Linked DNA regions of Mus musculus: all the other regions are linked to region 2. A link is a contact called in public HiChIP or PLAC-seq data. All regions are on one chromosome and are shown on one strand. Each heading gives the region's core, a stretch centred on a gene start, on an enhancer-like site or on the middle of the called end of the contact. The rest is flanking DNA. Distances are from core to core; before and after follow the strand shown.

The links. HiChIP or PLAC-seq counts read pairs in DNA pulled down with a chosen protein or histone mark.
Region 1: an H3K4me3 HiChIP or PLAC-seq map of bone marrow-derived macrophages shows a contact between it and region 2, with 4 times the contacts expected there. The contact joins the enhancer-like site here to the promoter of Kctd21 in region 2. A contact is called at or near these places in 13 of 39 promoter capture datasets (3T3-L1-derived adipocytes, the C10 cell line, the HPC-7 cell line and 9 more), 1 of 484 Hi-C or Micro-C datasets (bone marrow-derived macrophages), 3 of 115 datasets of contacts at active chromatin or transcription factors (SST interneurons, bone marrow-derived macrophages and microglia) and 3 of 9 other capture datasets (adipose tissue, bone marrow-derived macrophages and liver).
Region 3: a contact with region 2 is called in an H3K27ac HiChIP or PLAC-seq map of microglia, with 7 times the contacts expected there. The contact joins the enhancer-like site here to the promoter of Kctd21 in region 2. A contact is called at or near these places in 16 of 39 promoter capture datasets (3T3-L1-derived adipocytes, the C10 cell line, the HPC-7 cell line and 12 more), 1 of 484 Hi-C or Micro-C datasets (bone marrow-derived macrophages), 8 of 115 datasets of contacts at active chromatin or transcription factors (SST interneurons, bone marrow-derived macrophages, embryonic basal ganglia and 4 more) and 2 of 9 other capture datasets (adipose tissue and liver).
Region 4: a contact with region 2 is called in a FOXA1 HiChIP or PLAC-seq map of pancreatic cancer cells. The contact joins the promoter of Rsf1os1 here to the promoter of Kctd21 in region 2. A contact is called at or near these places in 1 of 39 promoter capture datasets (the C10 cell line), 1 of 484 Hi-C or Micro-C datasets (cerebral cortex) and 1 of 115 datasets of contacts at active chromatin or transcription factors (pancreatic cancer cells).

Annotation. Positions count from the first base shown.
Region 1 is chr7:97,015,429-97,020,366 of GRCm38.p6, reverse strand. The region is part of intron 6 of Nars2 (asparaginyl-tRNA synthetase 2 (mitochondrial)(putative)); the gene reads right to left. Among named protein-coding and RNA genes, the nearest start is that of Gab2, 64 kb to the left of the region's middle. Within about 2 kb of position 1,761, at least 22 of the 459 cell types and tissues checked have an H3K27ac peak or open chromatin away from gene starts, as enhancers often do. A contact at or near this core is called in SST interneurons, adipose tissue and bone marrow-derived macrophages, where this site is marked.
Region 2 is chr7:97,329,011-97,334,362 of GRCm38.p6, reverse strand. It overlaps Kctd21 (potassium channel tetramerisation domain containing 21), which reads right to left and starts at 2,040. Exons shown (of 2, transcript NM_001039039.3): 1 at 1,992-2,040. It overlaps Usp35 (ubiquitin specific peptidase 35), which reads left to right and starts at 2,254. Exons shown (of 11, transcript NM_001177412.2): 1 at 2,254-2,526.
Region 3 is chr7:96,982,557-96,987,341 of GRCm38.p6, reverse strand. All of the region lies in intron 5 of Nars2 (asparaginyl-tRNA synthetase 2 (mitochondrial)(putative)), which reads right to left. Among named protein-coding and RNA genes, the nearest start is that of Nars2, 33 kb to the right of the region's middle. Within about 2 kb of position 1,286, at least 83 of the 459 cell types and tissues checked have an H3K27ac peak or open chromatin away from gene starts, as enhancers often do. A contact at or near this core is called in SST interneurons, adipose tissue, liver and 2 more, where this site is marked.
Region 4 is chr7:97,643,699-97,648,912 of GRCm38.p6, reverse strand. Rsf1os1 (remodeling and spacing factor 1, opposite strand 1) reads left to right here and starts at 3,801. Exons shown (of 3, transcript NR_126461.1): 1 at 3,801-3,873. All of the region lies in intron 4 of Rsf1 (remodeling and spacing factor 1), which reads right to left.

The sequences.
Region 1 (4,938 bases), core at 512-3,011, 310 kb after region 2:
CTCTGCTAATCTGCCAGTCACTAAGGCATATTTCACTCCTCCCTCCCACCCCTTGATGCCAACAAGTCCACTATCATTTTGATTACAAATTTTACTGGTTTACACTTTGCAAAAACACTCTCAAGTCTAGTGACTCCTATCTCCCCAGGAGTTGTTACTGTAAACCTTTCTTTTCCTTGGAAATAAGAAGTCTTGTTTTGTTCTGTTGCTCTTGTTTGAGACAGGTCCCATTATGCAGCCCAAGAAGGCACTGAACTCTCAAAATTCTACACACAGCCTCCCAAGCGATGAGATCAGAGGCATGTGTCAAGCATGCCCAACAGATACTTTTTTTGACTGGTGTTTGCTTCCTGTCTTCCTCTGATTCCAAATTGCTATGAGTTCTTAAAGTCAAATCTGATTACACCAGTACAATTTAAAAATTTTAAATGACCATCTCTCCAAAAGGAGAGACACTCCTATTCTTTCCCCATGTAGCCTTTCTCTACAGCTCTCTGAAGACTTTCTTCTTACCTACATGTCCCTGAGCTGTTTGTCTCTGCACAGAATATTCTCTATGCCATCCTTGCTCTTCTCTAAATGCAAATGCCCATCCAACCTTCAAAATTTGCCCTAAAAATCTTTCATTTTTGAAATGTTATCACCCCCAACTTATTTCCCTCCTACACAGTATGACAACACTTAATCTATATATTATTATATAAAATGTCTCACTTTGATATATAATTATGTTTTTAAATACCCCCCTCTCCCACAGTGAACTATAAATTTTTCCAGAACAGGAATCATGTTTTATTCATGTCTGCATCTCCAGTGCCTAGTTAAACCAGGTGCTCATGTTGATGAATGAGCACTAATGACACCAGGCTTCCTCAACATCAGCTGGGAAGGCGCACATCCTTATCAGCAACATGACAAAGAGCAAAACACTCCAGAGACCTTTTCAGGCTGCTATTTAGTACCTAAAATGGATACAGAAATAGGCATCTAAAATGGATCAAATAATTCTGGTCTGCTCCAAGCACCAATGTAAATGGTAAAAACTGAGTTTCCAGTTTAGGGCTATGCTCTCTGAGATTGGCTGCCAATAGTATCCACTTTAAAAAAAAAAAAAAAGGTGATTCTGGTATTGTCTCACAAGGATACACTACATAAACAAAAATGTTAACGGTCAAGTGTATTTTCCATAAATACACAGGCAGAGAGGCTGAAATTTACTTTGGAAGCTCTGAAATATAAGGAAAAGCTTGCTACTCAAAAAGATATTTGCTACTCATGTTAAAAAAATTCTGGTTAAAAAAAGATCAAATCACAATGGTAACTGCCTCTTACTGGCAATTCTATGTAGAACACTATGGACCGGGTAGCAATTGTTGCTTATTTATTTATTTGAGGCAAAGGCTTACATATCCGAGGCTGGCCTCAAATTTCTTATGTAGTTGAGGCTTGGTGTAGATAAGGTATTTTGCAATAATTTTGTTTCTGGATCTAAAGAATTCATTTTAAAATAATCCATTTTTCCTCCTTTTTTCTGCCTTCCACAGCCATGAAGCCATTTGCAGCAAGGCTCAAAATTTGCTTCTTAGCCTTTTGGTTATATCAAGTGTAGCAAAGTGTATACCAACCAACATTTAAAATAAAACCGAAGAGCAAGGACAATTTCTAAAATAAGACACAAAACCAGGTGAAAGGCCAGCACTGCTGTGAGAGGAGAGCAGCAGAGAACACTCAGCACTAAAAACCATTTTCGTGCCAAATTCTGGGAAGATGAGAGCTATATAAGGAAAGTCCTGGGCTTAGAGTAGATGTTTAAGCTAACAAAAGAACATCCAATACCCATCAATCAAGATCGCTACAAAAATATCTTTTTTTTTTTTTTTTGGTGGGGGGGGGGGTGAAATTACAGAGGTTGCTTTTGCTCTCATGTAGAGTTTTCTGAAACCCTCAAGTTGCTAAATAGATTAATAGATAAAATGGTCACTGAATGTATGACCATTTATTCTTTCTGAAGAACTAGGCTCCGTAGTTATAAATACAGGACTTTTTTGTTCTTAGCTGGAGAACTGAATCTGCATGAGACCAATCAGCATCCTTTCTAATCTCCCGACTTCCATGTCACCCTCTATTGTCAGCTGAGTACAAGCACACTGACAGGAAGTGAAACACAGGCAGCTTTACCCTGGCGCCTAAAACAGGCACTGCTGACTGTTTTCTCCACCATTCAGAAAGCCGCTGTTATCTGTCAACCAAAAGTTATCAAAAGAGATGGGGAAGGACATTTCATGCTCAAAGGACAAGTCCACCAAGAGGAAGTCTCAATTCTGAACATCTATGCTCCAAGTGCAAGGGCAACCACATTCATAAAAGAAACTTTAACTAAAGCTCAAAATACACATTGGACCTTACACATTAATATTGAGAAACTTCAACATCCCACTCTCACCAATAGACAGGTCATTGAAACAGAAATTAAACAGAGACACAGTGAAACTAACATAAGTTATGAACCAAATGGATTTACCAGATATCTATAGGCATATATTTCACCCTAAAAGAAGAGACTATACCTTCTTCTCAGCACGTCAATAACAACAAAAACAACAGAAAGCCTACATAGTCATGGAAACTGAACAACTCTCTGCTCAATAACTTGGTCAGGGAAGACATAAAGAAAGAAATTAAAGACTTTCTAAAATTCAATGGAAATGAAGACTCAGCATACCCAAATTTATGGGACACGATGAAAGCAGTGTTAAGAGGAAAATTCATAGCACAGAGTGCCTTCATAAAGAAATTGGAGAGATCCCATACTCTTAACAGCATACCTGAAAGTTCTAGAACAGAAAGATAAACTCACGCAAGAGGAGTAGATGGCAGAAATAATAAAACTCAGGGCAGAAATCAACCAATTAGAAACAAAGAAAATGCAAAAAAAAAAAAAAAATTAACAAAACCACAGCTGGTTCTTTGGAGAAAATCAACAAGATAGAAAACCCTTAGCCAAACTAACTAAAGGGCACAAGAGACAGTTTCCAAATTAACAAAATCAGAAATGAAAAGGGAGACATAACAACAGAAACTGAGGAAATTAAAAAAAAATTTTCATTGGATCTTACTACAAAAGCCTATACTCAACGAAACTGGAAAATCTAGATGAAGTGGATTATTTTCTAGACAGATACTATGTACTAAAATTAAATCAAGATCAGGTAAACTAAACAGTCCCATAACCCATAAGGAAGTAGAAGTAGTCATTAAAAACCCCCCAACCAAAAAAAAGCCCAGGGCAGATGGTTTTAGAGCAGAATTCTACCAGACCTTCATAGAAGAGCTAACACCAATATTCCTCAAACTATTCCACAAAATAGAAACAGAAGGAACACCATCTAATTCAGTCTATGAAGCCACAGTTACTCTGATACCTAAGCCACACAAAGACCCAACAAAGAAAGAGCACTTCTGGCTGATTTCACTTATGAATATGTGTAATAATATGCAATGAAATTTTCACAAACTGAATCCAAGAGCACATCAAAACAATCATTCACAATGATCAAGTAAGCTTCATCCCAGGGATGAAAATCCTTCAATGTAATATATTATATAAACAAACTCAAGGGGAAAAGTCACATGATCATCTCATTAGATGCTGAAAAAGCCTTAAGTCTTGGAGAGATCAGGAATCCATGGCACATATCTAAACATTATAAAGCAATATACAGCAAACCAGTAGCCAACATCAAATTAAATGGAGAGAAACTAGAAGCAATCCCATTAAAATCAGGGACTAGACAAGGCTGCCCACTTTCTCTCTACCTATTCAATATAGTACTTGAAGTTCTAGCTTGAGCAATTAGATAACAAAAGGAGATCAAGGGGATACAAATTGGAAAGGAAGAAGTCAAAATATCACTACTTGTGGATGATATGATAATATACATAAGCGACCCCCAAAATTTCATCAGAGAACTCCTATAGCTGATAAATAACTTCTACAAAGTGGTGGGATATAAAATTAACTCAAACAAATCAGTAGCCTTCCTTTATACAAATGATAAACAAGCTGAGAAAGAAAATAGGGAAATAACACCCTTCAAAATAGACACAGGTAATATAAAATATCTTGGTGTAACTCATACCAAGTAAGTGAAAGAGCGGTATGACATGAACTTCAAGTCTTTTGAAGAAAGAAATTTTAGAAGATAGCAGAAGATGGAAAGATCTCCTCTGCTCATGGATAGGCAGGATTAACATAGTGAAAATTGCCACCTAACAAAAGCAGTTTACAGATTCAATACAATTCCTATCGAAATTCCAACACAATTCTTCAGACATGGAAAGAACAATTCTCTACTTCATATAGAAAAACAAAAAACCCAGGATAACCAAAACAATTCTCAACAATAGAAGAATTTCTTGGGGAATCACCATCCCTGACCTCAAGCTGTACTACAGAGTAATAGTGATACAAACCAAATGGTATTGGCACAGAGACAGACAGGTTGATAAATCCAGAAATAAACTGACACACCTATGGACACTCGATCTTTGACAAAGAAGCCAAAAACATACCATGGAAAGAAGAAAGAGTCCAATAAATGGTGCTGGTCTAACTGGTTGGTCAGAATGTAGATTAATGAGAATAGATCAATATTTATCACCTTGCTCCAAGCTCAAGTCCCAGTGGATCAAGGACCTCAACATAAAACCAGATACAATGAATTGAATAGAAGAGAAAGTGGGAAAGAGCCTCAAAGTCATGGGCACAGGGGAAATTTTCCTGAACAGAACACCAATTTCTCAGGCTCTAAGATCAACAATTGATAAATGGGACCTCGTGAAACTGAAAAGCTTCTGTAAGGCAAAGGACACCAACATCAATAGGACAAATCAGTAACTTACAGATTGGGAAAAAATCCTCACCAACCCTCCACCCAA
Region 2 (5,352 bases), core at 791-3,290:
TAGGCCAGGCTGGCTTTAAACTCAGAAATCCGCCTGCCTCTGTTGCCCAAGAGCTGCGATTAAAGGTGAGAGCCACCACTGCCTCATGAAATAGACACTCTCGTAGGCTTTATAGACCAGCATGACAGGCCCTTCCCTTCCTCTGCAACTTGACTTCTAGCCTCCCCTTGGCCAGGATTTTGAAGGAAAAATCTCATCAGGCTGCCAAGCCTCACCTGTAGCACCCACACCATCCTTTTTGACTCAAAGCACTTTATGCTCAGTACTTAGCACAGTACTTTATGCTCAGTACTTAGCACAGTTAACCTAAGTAGGAGCCTGGCTTCCCTGCTGAAGAAATCCCTTGCTATCCCCAGAAACTGGGGCTGGGCAGGGAGTAGGGAAGACATTTTTTTTTTTTTTTTTTAACTTTGTTTAGTTAGACCTATCTTCACCTTCCCGGACTTGTGCACCAACAGGACTATTTATGTCCCTGTTTTGGAGATAAACACTTTAAAACTTTTCATTTTGAAAATACTCCCTTGAATTTTCACTTTGGAATCAAATGTGTAGGACAATGTCTAATTGGCTGTCATGCTGCCAAGGCCATGGTGGCTTCCACTGTGCAGGGGAAGGGACAGAGCACCGGGTTCAAGTGAGTGACGACTGCCGATCACCTAGCAGCTTCCCAGCCTTACCCAGGGTGATCTCCAGGATAGGGCTTTGGCCCAGAGCTCTGCAGACTTCCCCTTCATCCTTTCACACCCAACAGCTGACGGCCACCTTGCCCTGTCCTATCTCTGAGAGGCCTACAGGCTGCTCCCCTCAGTTCACACAAGGGGCACTGGGATTTGTGCCCATCAGGGCGGGGTGGGGGTGGGCTGGAAGAAGAGACCACCCAACCTGAGGCATTTCCTTGCTTGCACAGAAATGCTTTGTTGAAGATGGTCCCAACACCATCCCTCAACCGCAGGCAGAACTTTCCCTAGCCACCCTGGCTCATCTTGTGGTTTTCCTCAGGCACCCACACCTCCTTTCAGCTTTCTCTTCCTGTGGCCTTCCCACTCCTCCCAACAGTGATAACTGTAAACAAAGGGCTTTCAAATAGCTCCAGCCTGAAGACACCATAGAAGGGTTGCCTTGTAGCTGGGCATTGAAAGTGCTAGGGCACAGGTCCTGGAGCACAACTTTGGATGGGTGGGGCATTGGATTGCCTTGTAGCTGGGCATTGAAAGTGCTAGGGCACAGGTCCTGGAGCACAACTTTGGATGGGTGGGGCATTGGGTTGCCTTGTAGCTGGGCATTGAAAGTGCTAGGGCACAGGTCCTGGAGCACAACTTTGGATGGGTGGGGCATCACAATGCTTGCTTCTTTCCTGTCACCCCAGACCAAACCTCTGTTTCCCCTGTGGGCAGAGAAAGGCAGGGTCTTTGAAGGCTTTTGGGGGCAAGTCACTTATCAGGTGTGTTGCTCAACTGGAAACAGTTATCACGGTGAGGCCTTGGCGGGATGTGAGTAGAATGAGTATGTGTGTGACGCACTGAGCTCCAGGGATGGGCTCTTTATTTCTAGTCACATGGAAAGAATGGTGCTGTGTACATCCACACGCCCTGGGTTCACTAGAGCTGGGAGGGGTCCCTGTCATCCCTGTGGTCCGCCTCGCGCTCGCCCACCTAACCCAGCACCCACTCCTCAGCTCTGGAACCGGTCCCTTCTGATCAAACAAGAGGTCCCCTTCTCACCTAGAGACTCGGCTCCTCTTCCTAACCCACCAAAGGCTCCTCCCACAGCGCATCCCTTTCTCCAGCCCCGCCCCTCAGGTGGTTCGGTCTACCCCCTCACCCCGAAACGCGCCCCTCCCCCGCGGCCACGGGCGGGGCTACCCCATTTCACAGATGAGAACAGCGAGGCTGCGACAGATGACCTTTCACGGCAGGACAGGTGCCCGGAAAGACATGTATGCGTCCGCTGGGTCCAGAGCCCTCCCCGAAACCCCTGCGCACCGCACCCACCTCCTGCCCTCGCTCGGCAGCCTCCCCTCCAGCCAGCGCAGCTTCGCTAGGGGGTGGGCCGGGCTGGGGCAGGGGCGGGTCGTCCCGGGCCGCGCGCTGGCCGCCGGGACTTGTAGTCCCCTCTGCGTTCCTTCCTGTGCCGCGTGCCGGGCCCGGACTCCACCTCCCAGGAGGCTACGCGGAGAGCCAGCCCCCTACTGGCCCGCCCCGCCGGCACTGGGACCAGCTGGCCTTAAAGGGGACGCGGCCCGACTGGGAGCTCGCAGGGTAACCCCCGCTGTGGCTCCGCCCCGTTTCCCCGCACCTCACCCCTCTCCCAGTTCCGTCCCGCAGCTCTGAGACCGCGCAGTTGCACTGCCCAGGTCCATCTAGGGTTGTGCGGAGCGGGGTGGGTGGAGTTGGACATCACAAAGTAGCAGCAGCATCCCTGCGGTCTGGGACCCCTCGGTAGGGGAGCGGAGGACCCGCCCTGACCTCGACTGGCCCAGCCTAGTCTAGTCCGGCCCATGCGCCCCGCCCAGGAGTGGGTTCTAAGGTAAGGCCCTCTGAAGTCTAGGAGTTAAGGGGGCTTTGGGTGTTTGAGTGCTCATGTCGGGGGGCGGGGGCAGTGTCTGCACTCTTGACATTTCGAGTGCTCCTTACTTATCTTTAGGACTCTGAGAGCACGAGATTGGAAGGTGGGGGATCTAGGTGCTTCTGGGCCTTTGCTGTGTGACCTTGGCCTTCTAACTGCCCCTCTCTGAGCCTTAACCATCTCCTTCATCAACTGAGTAGTTCCAGCTTCTGTACCTCTCAGTCCTGAGAGCAGCCACAACTAGAACCATGACGCCTGGCAATCTTTTTGCGGAGAACCCCCAGTCTGGGCTAAACAGGCGTAAGGAAGGAAGAGAGGGGGCCCAACTGGAGTAGACACTGAGGATCCAGAGGCAGTCTGATCATCTTTGTCCTGGAGTCCGGGGGCCTTGACATCGCTTGCAGATTGCAGAACTGAAGCTTAAGCGCCTGTCCTCCCTCAGAGAAAGTCTGGGCTGGGAGTGGGGGCTGGGTTAGCAGAGGTTAGTGAGTGGTGGCTCTGTAATCAGGGGCGAGTGTGGACAGTCCCAGAGGGGACTTCTCTTCATCTTCTCTTCCATCTCTCTAATTCCTCTTCAGTAACAGGGTTGTTCTTGCCTGTCACTAGCAAAGCCCTCACTCCTGTCTTTCCAGGACCCAGCCTGGGGCTGGTCGAGGCCTCCTAGGGGGAAGGGTGCCATGCTAGGGTTGCCTTGGTAAGACACTGAGTTAAAACACATTCTGCTGCCAAGAGACCCGAGTGAACCCTGGCGTCCATAGGAGTCAGGGTGTGGGGGCATGAATGTGAGGGGCTGAGAGGACAGCAGATGAACCCCCTCCTCCCCAACGCAGGGCAGGGACCTGCAGACCCTCCCTCCTCCCCTTTGAGGAGATCTGGGAACAGCAGATCCAGGGGCTAACCAGGAGCTGGGGTTTCTTATTGTTTTTTCTGCCTTGTTTGTATGGGCCATTTCTGGAATGGCTGAGTCTTCTTTGGCCTCTGTGAGGTATCTCGCAGATGTTCAAGGGTCATGGATATTAGAGTCCAGGCCCAGGCTGAGGAGGGACAGGGACTGGCCTCAAGGTAACTCTGTCTCTGGATACTACTTTTCTGGTCACATCTTTGATTTTTATCTCGTTTTGTTACCAAATGTCTCTCATCAATATCTAGGCACACCTAGATACATGGCCACCTCTGCCCCTGGGCACACTATCATCCTGGGCGCTGTGTACAGAACAGGATTGGATCTACTTCCTCCAGAGTCAGACCCTAGCCAGGTAGGAGAGAGAGCGTGCTGGAGCAAGTTAGACTGCAGAGGATGAAGGAGCCAAGGCGGCCTGGGAACCGGAGCTTAGAGACTCGCTCTGTGGAGGGACAGGGAATGGCTTGTGAACTGGGCATTGCAGGATGAGTCAGAATTAGCCAGGAAAGAAGAGGCAAGCCCTTTCCCATAGAGAGGACAGAAACAAAACAAAACAAAACAAAACAGCCTTTCTCCAATTTCCATCTATGCCTAATATCAGTGTGGTGTCACATAGACAGCCCAAGTGGCAGGCTTTCGAGTATGGGCTTTGACTGAGGGGCCTAGTGGCCTTGAGGGTCTGAGTAGCCAGGCAAGAGGGAACTTTTCAGAAATGAGGTTAATCTGATGGCATTGCTGAGGGAGAGAGGCTGAGGAGGTGATGGAGGTTGAGCTCAGGACCCCCCTAACCCCCATGGTGATAGGGAAGAGCCAGGTTCTCCGAAGCACAAGCAGGGGACTGTCAACACACAGCTGAAATGCCAAGGGTTATCCATGAGGGACAGATGAAGGCTCAGGGCCTTCTGGGTGGGGTGTTCCCTCTCCCGGGTTCCTGGAGCATCCACACAGAGTGTGCCTGGACACCAGGCTGGCAGGCTGGCAGGCTGGCAGGCTGAGGGCACAGACTCAGGGTTTGGGCAAGGGCATCAGCCATGCTGGGGAAAGGCCAAGAGGTAAGTGGCCAGTCACCTTCCATTTGGGTTTCAGAGGCTGAGAGTTGAAGGGGTCTCTTTCTCTGTCACCAAGGCTACCATGGAGGTGGTGTCCAGCGCAATTAAAAATCTGGACTGCTGTCCTCCAGGCCTTGTGACAGGAGGATGGATCGAATGAGAGAGTGAGTGAGGTTCAGGAGACTACTGTCCTAGTCCAGGCAAGGAGTGAAGAGAAGCTGATGGGGGCGGGTTGGGGGAGTGGGGGTGGGAAGGCTGGAGCTGAGCTGCCGAGGGGAAGAGTTGAACTGAAATCCCTGCCTGCTTCCCCTCACAGCACCGGTGTGTTCCCTCCATGACAGATGACCAAGTCTTAGGAGTTGCAGGCCCAGAACAGCTCCCATTTGCCTGTGAGAAAGCTGAGATGCTAGGAAGCGCTTAGCCTCAGGCGAGCTGGTGGTTTCTGAGCGGAAGCTCTGGACACAGGCTCTGGGAAGGGAGGAGGGCTGCTCCACTTGGTATGGAGCAGCTGGCTGGATGCAAAGCCTGTGTAGACAAGCCATCCCTGCTGGGTAACCCAGCTTCTCCTGAGGAGGGCTGGTGGCCCACAGCTTCTTCTGGGAGGGAAGAGTGCCGGCTGATTCTGCCGTGGCCTGGAAATGTGTGCCCCCCTCTCCCCTACTCCTGCCCTCCTTCTCCGGCCTGCGATTGGAGTCAGGTGAAGAAGAAACCTCTGAAGCTCTTGTTGCATGAATGCATCCAGGATCTCACAGAGTGGGTTTACTGGTAACCATGGTGACAGATGACCCGACTACTTGCGTAGGCGGTGTGGCAGGTAGCAGGGCTTGTGCAGAGGCC
Region 3 (4,785 bases), core at 37-2,536, 350 kb after region 2:
GAACCAAAGACTCCATGTACAATATAGATAGTCCCCTGAGACTGTAATGGGCTGGGCACGGTAGCTCATGCCTATAACCCCAGCTAAGGAAGTTAAGAAATAGGAGTGTAAGGTAAGCTTGGCTACAGGGGGCATTGAGACAGTTTGACTGCAAGAGACCTGTCTTATTACTTCTCTATTGCTGTGCTAAGACTCCACGACCAAGGCAACTTACAAAAGAAAGCATTGATTTTAGGGCTCAGTGTTTCAGAGGGTCAGAATCCATGACCATCATGTCGGGAGCATGGCAGAAGGAATGGCACTGGAATGTATCTGAGAGCTTGCATCAGAGCCACAGCAAGTGGGGGAGGGGCGACACATGCAAGCATGCAAATGAGGAAGCTAATTAGGAATGCGGTGGGCTTTTGAAACGTCAAAGCCTGTCCCCAGTGACACACAGACACACGCATCCCTGAAAACATGGACCCCAAAAATGGAAGGTCTTTATTAGTGGAGAGAGAGATTCATGATGTATTTTCTTTCATGGAAATCTCTAATAAAAACAAAAACCAGAACAAGAAAACAAAGACACCAGCAAGCCACAAATGCATTTCAGGAAAGACCAGCTCAAGAAGAGCCTCAGGTAGGTCTTTCAGAAGGGACTCAGAAGTCACACTGTCATAGGAGATGTCTCAAGACCACTGGACTATGAGAATGTTCCCTAGAAAAATAATATCAATTTGTAGGAAATGTAGGGAGACTTTCTCCACAATCTCCCAGGTCCCTACTGTCATTCACTCATGATTGATTTCCTACACAAACCAGACATAAGCTACCTCGTTAATACCTACCACTTTTTATCTCCTTTATAGATTGAGTCTCAGTGTAAGATTTTATTTAGACAAAACCTTTGGGCAAATATATATGAAACTAATGCAACAAATGACATTAAAATCTTTCCCATGCTACTCTATGGGCCAACCAACCTCTCCCTGGTCATATAAAAGTTATCAGAGCAAAACACTTTCCTAGGTTATTCTGCTATTAGAAGCTAAAAAAAAAAGCATTGAAAGAAACAGGAAACTAAGAATCACCAAACATTTTAGGATGCGTAGAACCAGTGACCTTTTTATTTTTATTTTTTAAATCAAGGTGTAAAACCCTTTGCTTCTTTAAGGATTTCCAAGAAAATATTAAACAAATGTTTTGAATTGCCTCCCAGTTATCTGTTCTCACAGCAGAACAAATATAGCTGAGTAGTTTCAGTCTCGAGGGACTGCTGTAGAAAAACCCACACAAGTCAGCTGTCTCCCTGTGAAGTGCAGGGAGGAGAAGCCAGCAGCAGCGAGCTAACCCTGGAAAAGAACGCAGTCTGTGACGGAAAGTTTACTTAACCTCCACGGCAGCTGAGCGAACGCTCACAGGCTGGCTACTCAGCCCCTTTGCTTTTCCTGTCCTCTACTCTGTCCCCTCGCCCTCACTTCTGTTTCCTCATAATCCCAGAATGGAAAAGTTGAGAATATAATGGGTAGAGCAGCAGCATGCCACACAAGCCTGAAAGGTCTACAGACAAAACTACGTGCTGTTGCCTGTTTATTCCAATCTGCAACTTCTCTTCAAGATCATGAAGGAAATGTCGAATAGTACCCATCTTCACTCACGCTCCATGCCCGGGGGGTTTGGGGGGGGGGGGGGTGTTAATCTCAATTGAGAGATTCCAAGAAGGCTAAATTGATACCTGTAACCCCGATGATGGAGGCAGGGGATCCTGAGGGCTCCCTGGACATCCAGTCTAGTTAAAACAGTGAGCTCCAGGGTCAGAGAGACACCCTAGCTCGGAAAATAAGGTGTGGAGGTGATTGAGGCATGCACACACGGACATAAGTTCACCACACAGGTGGAGGTGAGGGAAAATTCTATACTTTGGAATGCTTTATTATAATGTTTCATGATACAGATATAATAAAGATTCAAAAGGACCTGAGCTATAACAACTTAGACACCACTGCTTAAAATGGAAATATTAAGTGTTAGGTCAAATGCCATGCATAACCTGTTTAGGGTAAGATCAGTACTAGAGTCCAGGTTCTCAGACAGCAGTCCAATTACTAGTACTTACACTCCAGCTTGTTCCTATAGTGCTTGCTTTTCCATAATGCTATGATGAGGGCAATGGTATTCAGAATGATTTTTTGTTTTGTTTTCTTTTAGATGTGGTTTCTCTGTGTAGTCCCGGCCAGTCCCGGCTGTCCTGGAACTCACAGACCAGGCTTGCCACAAACTCAAAGATCTGTCTGCCTCTGCAAGATTAAAGAATTAATCCGTGTGATTAAAGTACTAGGATTAAAGGTGTGCACCACCACTGCCAGGCCCAGAATGAGTCTATAAAAATCATTCCAAAGAGCCGGGAGTGGTGGTGCACGCCTTTAATCCCAGCACTCGGGAGGCAGAGGCAGGTAGATTTCTGAGTTTGAGGCCAGCCTGGTCTACAAAGTGAGCTCCAGGGCTATACAGAGAAACCCTGTCTCGAAAAAATAAAAACAAACAAATAAAAACAAACAAACAACAAAAAAAAAAAAACCATTCCAAAGTATAGAATTTTCCCTCACCTCCACCTGTGTGGTGAACTTGTGTCCGTGTGTGCATGCCTCAATCACCTCCACACCTTATTTTCCGAGCTAGGGTGTCTCTCTGACCCTGGAGCTCACTGTTTTGACTAGGCTGGATGTCCAGGGAGCCGTCAGGATCCCTTGCCTCCATCACCGGGGTTACAAGTATCAATTTTTTACATGGGTGCTGAGGATCTGAACTGGGGTCCTTACATTTGGGCAGCAATCAATTTACCAAGTGAGCCATCTCCCTAGCACCAAAGTATAGAATTTTGAGCATTTAAGGACAAACCTTGCTATGCAGTCTCCAAGGATTTACAGTTTGGTAATAGGGAAATAAAAGATTCCTATCCATCTGTGCTTAAATAGGCTTCGGGAAGTGCTACAGGAATTTGTCCTGACAAGTCCTTAGAGGGCATCGTAGAATGAAATGAAGACCAAGGGGAACAGGAGTGGCAGAGAACTGCGCTTCACTTTGCCAAGCACGTTGTTAACAAGACTCCCCCTGCCTAGCCACTCCAGTAAGTCCAGCCTCCTTCTGTGTTTCAGTTGCTACAAATGTGTATCTTGGTATACACTGAACTTTCTGCCTTAGGATTAGGGCCATCTGCATTCCAGAACACCCACCAACAAGAACACCCATGCTCAGCTGAGAGAGGTTTCATCCTGGCAACTGTTGCTGCACAGGAAAGGAAGTTATGAGCTCAGACTGTAAACTGTCTGCTTTCCTGCTGAGCGGCTGAGAAAGAACAAGACAAATAAAAGACAAAAGGGCCTGCTACTCTTCAGATCAGCTGGTGAGGCTTGGGGATGCGGGGTTGAATAAAAATAAAGTCTTTCTTTAAAGGAGGAAAACAATGTTAACAAATAACAAGCAGGCTGAGCTGTGGCACTTCATACCGGGTTTCAGACACTGACCAGTGCCGTAGCCTAACACACTTCTCTTTATCTGACATTTCTGTCTTCTATTAAAATTAGCTCTTTCAAAGTTCTCAAAACTTAGACTAAAACATAAACTTTTTAATTTTTAAAATATTAAATTTTTAAAAATTCAAACTTGGTTCCATACTGATTTGTTAAAATCTAAACCCAAAACAACTCCCCCATAATTATCACTAGTAGAAGTAAATAATGGTGAACTATCAATCAAAACATAAAATACACGTGTTTCCCACATGCCATTACTGTAGCAGTGTGCAGTGATTTAAATGAGAATAGTCCCCCACAGCTTATTTAGACACTCTGTCCCCAGTCTGCAGTGCTATTTGGGGAGGTTATGGAACCTTTAGGAGGTATAGTCTTGTTGGAGGAGTTACATCACTAGGGTGGGCTTTGAGGGTTCACAGCTTCACCCCATCTCATGCCCACTTCTGCCTCCTGTGTGTGGATAAAAACATGAGCACCCAGCTCCTGACCACCATGCCATGCTTCACCTCTTATGATGGACTCCATTCCTCTGGGAATTTAAGCTAAACCAAACCCTCTCTTCTTTACTGCTTTTTATAAGGGCATTTTATAACAGCAGCATAAAGGTAATTAATACAGTGCCATAACTATTTTCATGTGTGCAAAATTAGACATAGTAATATTCAATGAAACTTCACAAGTGACAGTGAAGGAGTGTAAATAATTAAAATTCCACAGTAAAGAATAATTCCAATATGCCAAGGCACATGTGGTAGTGCCCTGGAATAGTAAGCACCCTTAAAGGAATAAGGCAGATTCTCATTAAGAGCAGTGTGAACTACTGATAAATGAAGTAGATATAGTACATTGAAAACAGTATTATTTGGGTAGTAATATGGAAGACATGTGATGTTTGGAGAGAGTATAAATAGGACTCAATGGACAGTGACCGAGGCTGCGCAACACTTGCAGGTCTTGATCTTTGCTGATCTTCGCTTCCCTGAGAGAGGCACAGGGGAGAACTTCTCGGGTCCCTCGGGTGCTGATTCGTGTGGAGGCTGAAGCCTGGCTGTCTCTGCAAGGTCGTGCCACCACTGCTGATTCGTGTTTGCTATCCCAACTCTACTGAACTGGACTGCTGGTGTATCCATGAAGTGTTTACGAGTGGATCGAGCTGCTGCTGACCTGTGAACTGAACTGCCAATTTCCAGACAACACAGAGTTGCTCCAAAGAATCTTTCTAAGGAAGTCCACTTCCCCCTATCCTTTCTTTCCCACTATCTCTGGTAAG
Region 4 (5,214 bases), core at 2,552-5,051, 310 kb before region 2:
GAGCAATGAGTGTCCTTAACCACTGAGCCATCTCTCCACCCCTAACAACTGGAACTTTAAGAGTAGACTATAGACTCTAACAAGAATCTGGATATGTTTCCCTTCCTCCCTTTTTCTTCTTCAAACCATTCTTCCTTCAATCTATAATATCAGCAATTCCCCTCCAAAATACCATATTCTTTAGGACAAAATGACAGTGCTTCTGTTCTCTTAGCCTAGAATATGTTTCACATATTATTACAATCCTTTTGTATATGTATGTTAGCATGATGTATGTTTGTTATATGCATATAAGTGTATATGTGTGCCTATGTACACATGTGTGGAAGACAAAAGAATAAAACAAACAAACCACACTTATACACATAAAAATAAAAGTAACTAGATCTATCAAAAACAAAAACGTGGGTAGAGGGAAATCTGTTGAGAGTTGGTTTGTCATGCTGACTATAATATTTGTAGGTATAGTAAACAACCCTGGGGTGGGGTGGGTTGGGGTGTGTGTGTGTGTGGGGAGAGAGAGAGAGAGAGAGAGAGAGAGAGAGAGAGAGAGAGAGAGAGAGAGAGAAAGAGAGAAAGAGAGAAAGAGACAGAGACAGACAGAGAAAGACAGAGAGAGAGATTATTCGGAACTAGAGATCTTACTGCCTCAGTCTCCTGAATTATAGATGTGTACTATCATGCCCAAACTAAGTTCTAAGTTTGTATGTATTTTCATAAAAACAAAGACAGTAGCTGGAGACTATTGTAGATAGGAAGGGGATGAAAACGTGGTAAAATTCTAGATTAATTTTGCATGGAAAGCTGACTGGTTTTGCTGACAGACTATATGTAGAGCAAGAACAAATGAGGGGAAGCACTCCTAAGACTTTTGACCCAATCCAGCAAAAGGAGTTGCTGCTTTTCTGTAGGATGATACTTTCAATAAATGTGGAGGTTTGGTCGGTTGCTTTGTATTTGAATGCTAAATTGTGTTCAGCAGGTCTAACCCTCCAAGGGAATTCTCACACTTACAAGCTTTTGTTGTGCAAACCTTGTTGCTTGATTTAAAACTATTGGTTAAGTAAAACTGGCTACAGCCAGTTATTGGAGGATCAGAGGTGGGTTTTGAGTTACTGGACTGGGGTGGAGAAGAGAGAGGACAGAGAAGAGGAGGACGCGGCCATGAGGGGAGATGGACCAGGAGCACAAGGCCAGTAAGAATCTGGGGTACACCGCTGGGGAGATAGCCGGGACAGCAGTTAGAAAAGTAGATTAGATGTTATCCCCCAGTAATTGTCAAAGCCTAATAAAATAACCATAGCCTGAGTCTCATTCATTTGTAAACTAGTGGGGGTTGGGGGGAGGGGATAAACTTAAGTTGGTTGTATTGCATTATGTTGGTAGAAAAGATTAGAAACTTAGTTTAGGGCAGACTAACTTTCCAACTTTACCAGATGTTAATGCTTACAGCCCCTATATGTATCTTAAATAATCTAGACTTTGGAGAAATGGGACATACTGTTAACTATTGTTTTGTGTAATATTCCTTCTGCAAGTCTAATAGTTCTTCAGATGTGAGTTAGTGGTAAGGGCTAAACCTTCAGGAACAATAGCCCTGGAAGCCAATGGTAACAAAAGCAGACAAAATGCAAGAATAGCCTTTTCAGCTAGCTCTTCCTGGACACCTTGGAATATTCTTCACCACAGCTCACATTTATTTTTTTTTAAACATTTATGATCCTGTATCTTTTTTTCCATAAAATGGGAATGTTTTTTTAAACATTTATGATCCTGTATCTTTTTTTCCATAAAAAATGGGAAATTTTTTTTCCATAAAATTTCCATAAAATTTCCTTAAAATAGGATAAAGCATAATATAAATATAGCAAGTACCTTACATTAATTATCAGTATGGCTTAAGGTTCAGCAACATTATTCTGTCTCTTATGAATCAACTACATGTTGAGGTAGCAAAAAATGAAAACTGAGAGGAACAATAGTCTTTTACTGAAGCCAAGAAAATGGAGGCATGCTAATAACTTCAACAATATTATTAAGATAGCACAAATCAGCAAGCTTTAATTCAACTCCAACACAAAGGCATAGTAGTGCGTATCTAAACTCCCAGCACTCAGGAGGCTGAGGTAGGTAGATCACAGGTTCAAGGACAGCCTAGGCTACATAGCAAACCCTTTCTCAAAACAAACTGAACAAAATCAGAGATATCCACAGAGGTACAGTTACTTCCCTAAGGTCACAGCAGGATTGAATTCTGGAAGATCTGACTTCAGAGACCACCTTCATCTCATTTAACTTCCATTTTTGTGTATTTTATATTAATAGTTGTAGCATTTGTCTGGCCTAATTTGTGGTAAGCCTTCTGTTGCTGCCTCCTAAGTACTAGAATTGTATGGCAGACACCAGCACACCCTGCTTAGGTCTCACCTTCTTAATCATTGTTAGCAGCATAGCTAATGAATGTCCTGACAGTTTTAGAAATGGCTCAGTAGTAATGAGCACCCACTGCCATTGCACGACACTCGAGTTCAGTTCCCAGTACCACATCAGGCAGCTCACAACAACCTGTGATTCTAGTTCCAGAGGGTCCAGCAACCTCTTGTGGACTCTGTGAACACCTGTATTCACACATGGACAACCTGCACATACATATACTATATAATTAAAAAAATAAAACAAAAAAATATTTTAAACTTCCTGGTAGAGGCCTATGAATAAAGATACGTGAAAATTGTACTCACTATTCAGAATTTAAATTTCTGTAAATAACTATCAAAACCACAATCCATTTAAAAATATTTTTAGAGGTACAACTCATACACTGTGAAGGCAGCATGTCCTTGTTTACTTGTAAAACTGTATTGCTTTAGCATGATGTCTTCTTTGAAGAGCAGGCTAGCTCGGCCTCAGAAATGCTGGGATTCCCGGCTTTTTCAGCCTGCCAGGGCTAAAAGGAGCTCAGTTAGCATTCAGTTCAGTTAGTTACTTTGCACAGACACTCACTGTGTTAGTCACTCTTCTTGCTGCTGTGAACAAAGATCTGACAAAAATCAGCAAAAAAGAAAAAAAAAAGTTACTTTGGCTTTAGTTTGAAGGGTACAGCCCATCATGGCTGGGAAGAGATGGTGGTTAAGAGCAGGGGCAGTCAAGGAAGTAGAGACAGGCAGTGAGCTGGGGGGCGGGCTACCAAACCTCATCCTCCGACTCACTCCCTCAGGCTAGGTCCTCCACCTCTTAAAGATTCCATCATTTTCTAAAAGTAGTATTACTCACAGGGGACCACGTTCAAAACATGAACCAGGGGGATAGAAGCCACAGACTTATATCCAAACACTAACACAGATAAACTCCTACCAAGGCAAGACGAAATATGGGGCTTTCATTCTTGAGCCCAAGCTGGCTCAGAACTCACTAAGTAGTCCAGGCTGGCCTAAAACTTAAGATCCTTCTGCCCCAGCTTCCTGAGCAGTAAAATTGCAAGTGTGTGTTACCACGCCTGGCTGCTCTCAGTGTTGATTATTATAACCACAGTTTAGTAGTCTTGTTAATACCTAAGCTTACAACAAATAAAGGCAAATACTATATCTGTTTGGCTTCTTTCACAACCAAGGATTTTTGAGACAAATTCATATCGCATGAGATCATTTCTTTTGCTGCTTACCAGTAATCTACTGCATGAGTACTGTTAGGAACAAAGATGCTATAGCAACTATAACAGTAGTCACAGGAATGAGGTCATAACTGAGGCTAGGCTTCAACTGCATAGTGGGTAAGGGCAGCTTCAGATACAGAGTAAGACTGTTTTCAAATGCAAAGGCAAATGGAAGATCAAGAAGATGAAATGAAAACGCTCAGACAAGCCTTGTGTTAATAGTAAGTACAAAGGAATGAAGCTGACGGTATAATAGTATAGTAACATCTGAAGACACCACCAAATGGTTAGTCAGAGTGGTCGCAGTGTTTATATTTGTAGAAGGCAAGATATAAGTTCCAGTTGGCTTGTAAACTTGTTAATACCTGCATTTCTGAGTAATATTCACCTAGTCATTTTAGTGGAAATTATAAATTATTAATTTGTAAGATATCTGTTGGGATAAAGGCATACTTAACTGGTTTCCACTGGGAATTCTCTCAGCCTGCTGGTCATTTGTTCATGTTAATGTTAGCCACATGTACGTAACTTTATGAAACAATCACCTGTCTACACCAAGTGTTTTTTCCTTACTAGAATTAGGATCTAAATACTTTCTATAGTATCTCTCTGACTTAAGGGAGCACCTGATTAAATTATGCCAACTTAAGATCTGTGTGCTCCCTCCTCCCTCATGAGGACTTAATAGTAACACTTTTGTCACTATATATTTCTTCTTTCATAAAGTATTTGATCAATTATAAAAAAAGTATCCAGAGGCCTAAACAAGTGGTGAAATAAGTGTAAAAAATACTATTCTGGTTTAAAACTAAGGGGGACAGTTCTGTTGCTGAAATTTGTTAGTTAAACCACATAAAACTGCCACTTTCTATAGGAGAAGTCTAAATACTAACAAACTTAGCTCAATAAAATTTACAACTTTTATCTGAGTTTTTACCTGAATATATGAAATGATTTTCAATGTGGAATATGTGCACATGTATGCATTAACTACTTCTAATGTGCCTCATATTTATACTAATTCTACAATAAATGCAAATAGGCACTGTATAAACAACAGTACATGTTTGGTTTTCTTTTATATAAGATGTCTATGAGGTATGCATGCATGACTTTGCATGTTCACATGTGTGGGCACCAATGGAGCATGGTGCATACATTTTGAAGACAAAGGCTAACATCGTGCATCATCCTTGGTTCCCACTGTACAAATTAAGGCAGAGTCTCTCAATTATACCCAAAGCTCACTGAGAGGGCTCCTATAGCTAGCCTGTTTGCTCTAGGGATTCTGAGCCTCCAGGCTCTGATAGCATCCTTACTTAACGCCATCCAGTCATGTCCAGCCTAAGAGAAGTTGTAAAACTGTGGTAATACATTGATGCTGTCAGTAGCTAATAAATACACACTGTAACTAGTGGTAGATTTTCAGTATTAGAAAATTATTGCACTTTGTAATTTTGGCATTTTGAATCGTCAATGTCCAGTTATGCCCCTAAACTTACTGGTCAATAACAAGGCTCACTTATTATTAAACTACTATTAGTTTAAAAAACCCATAATTC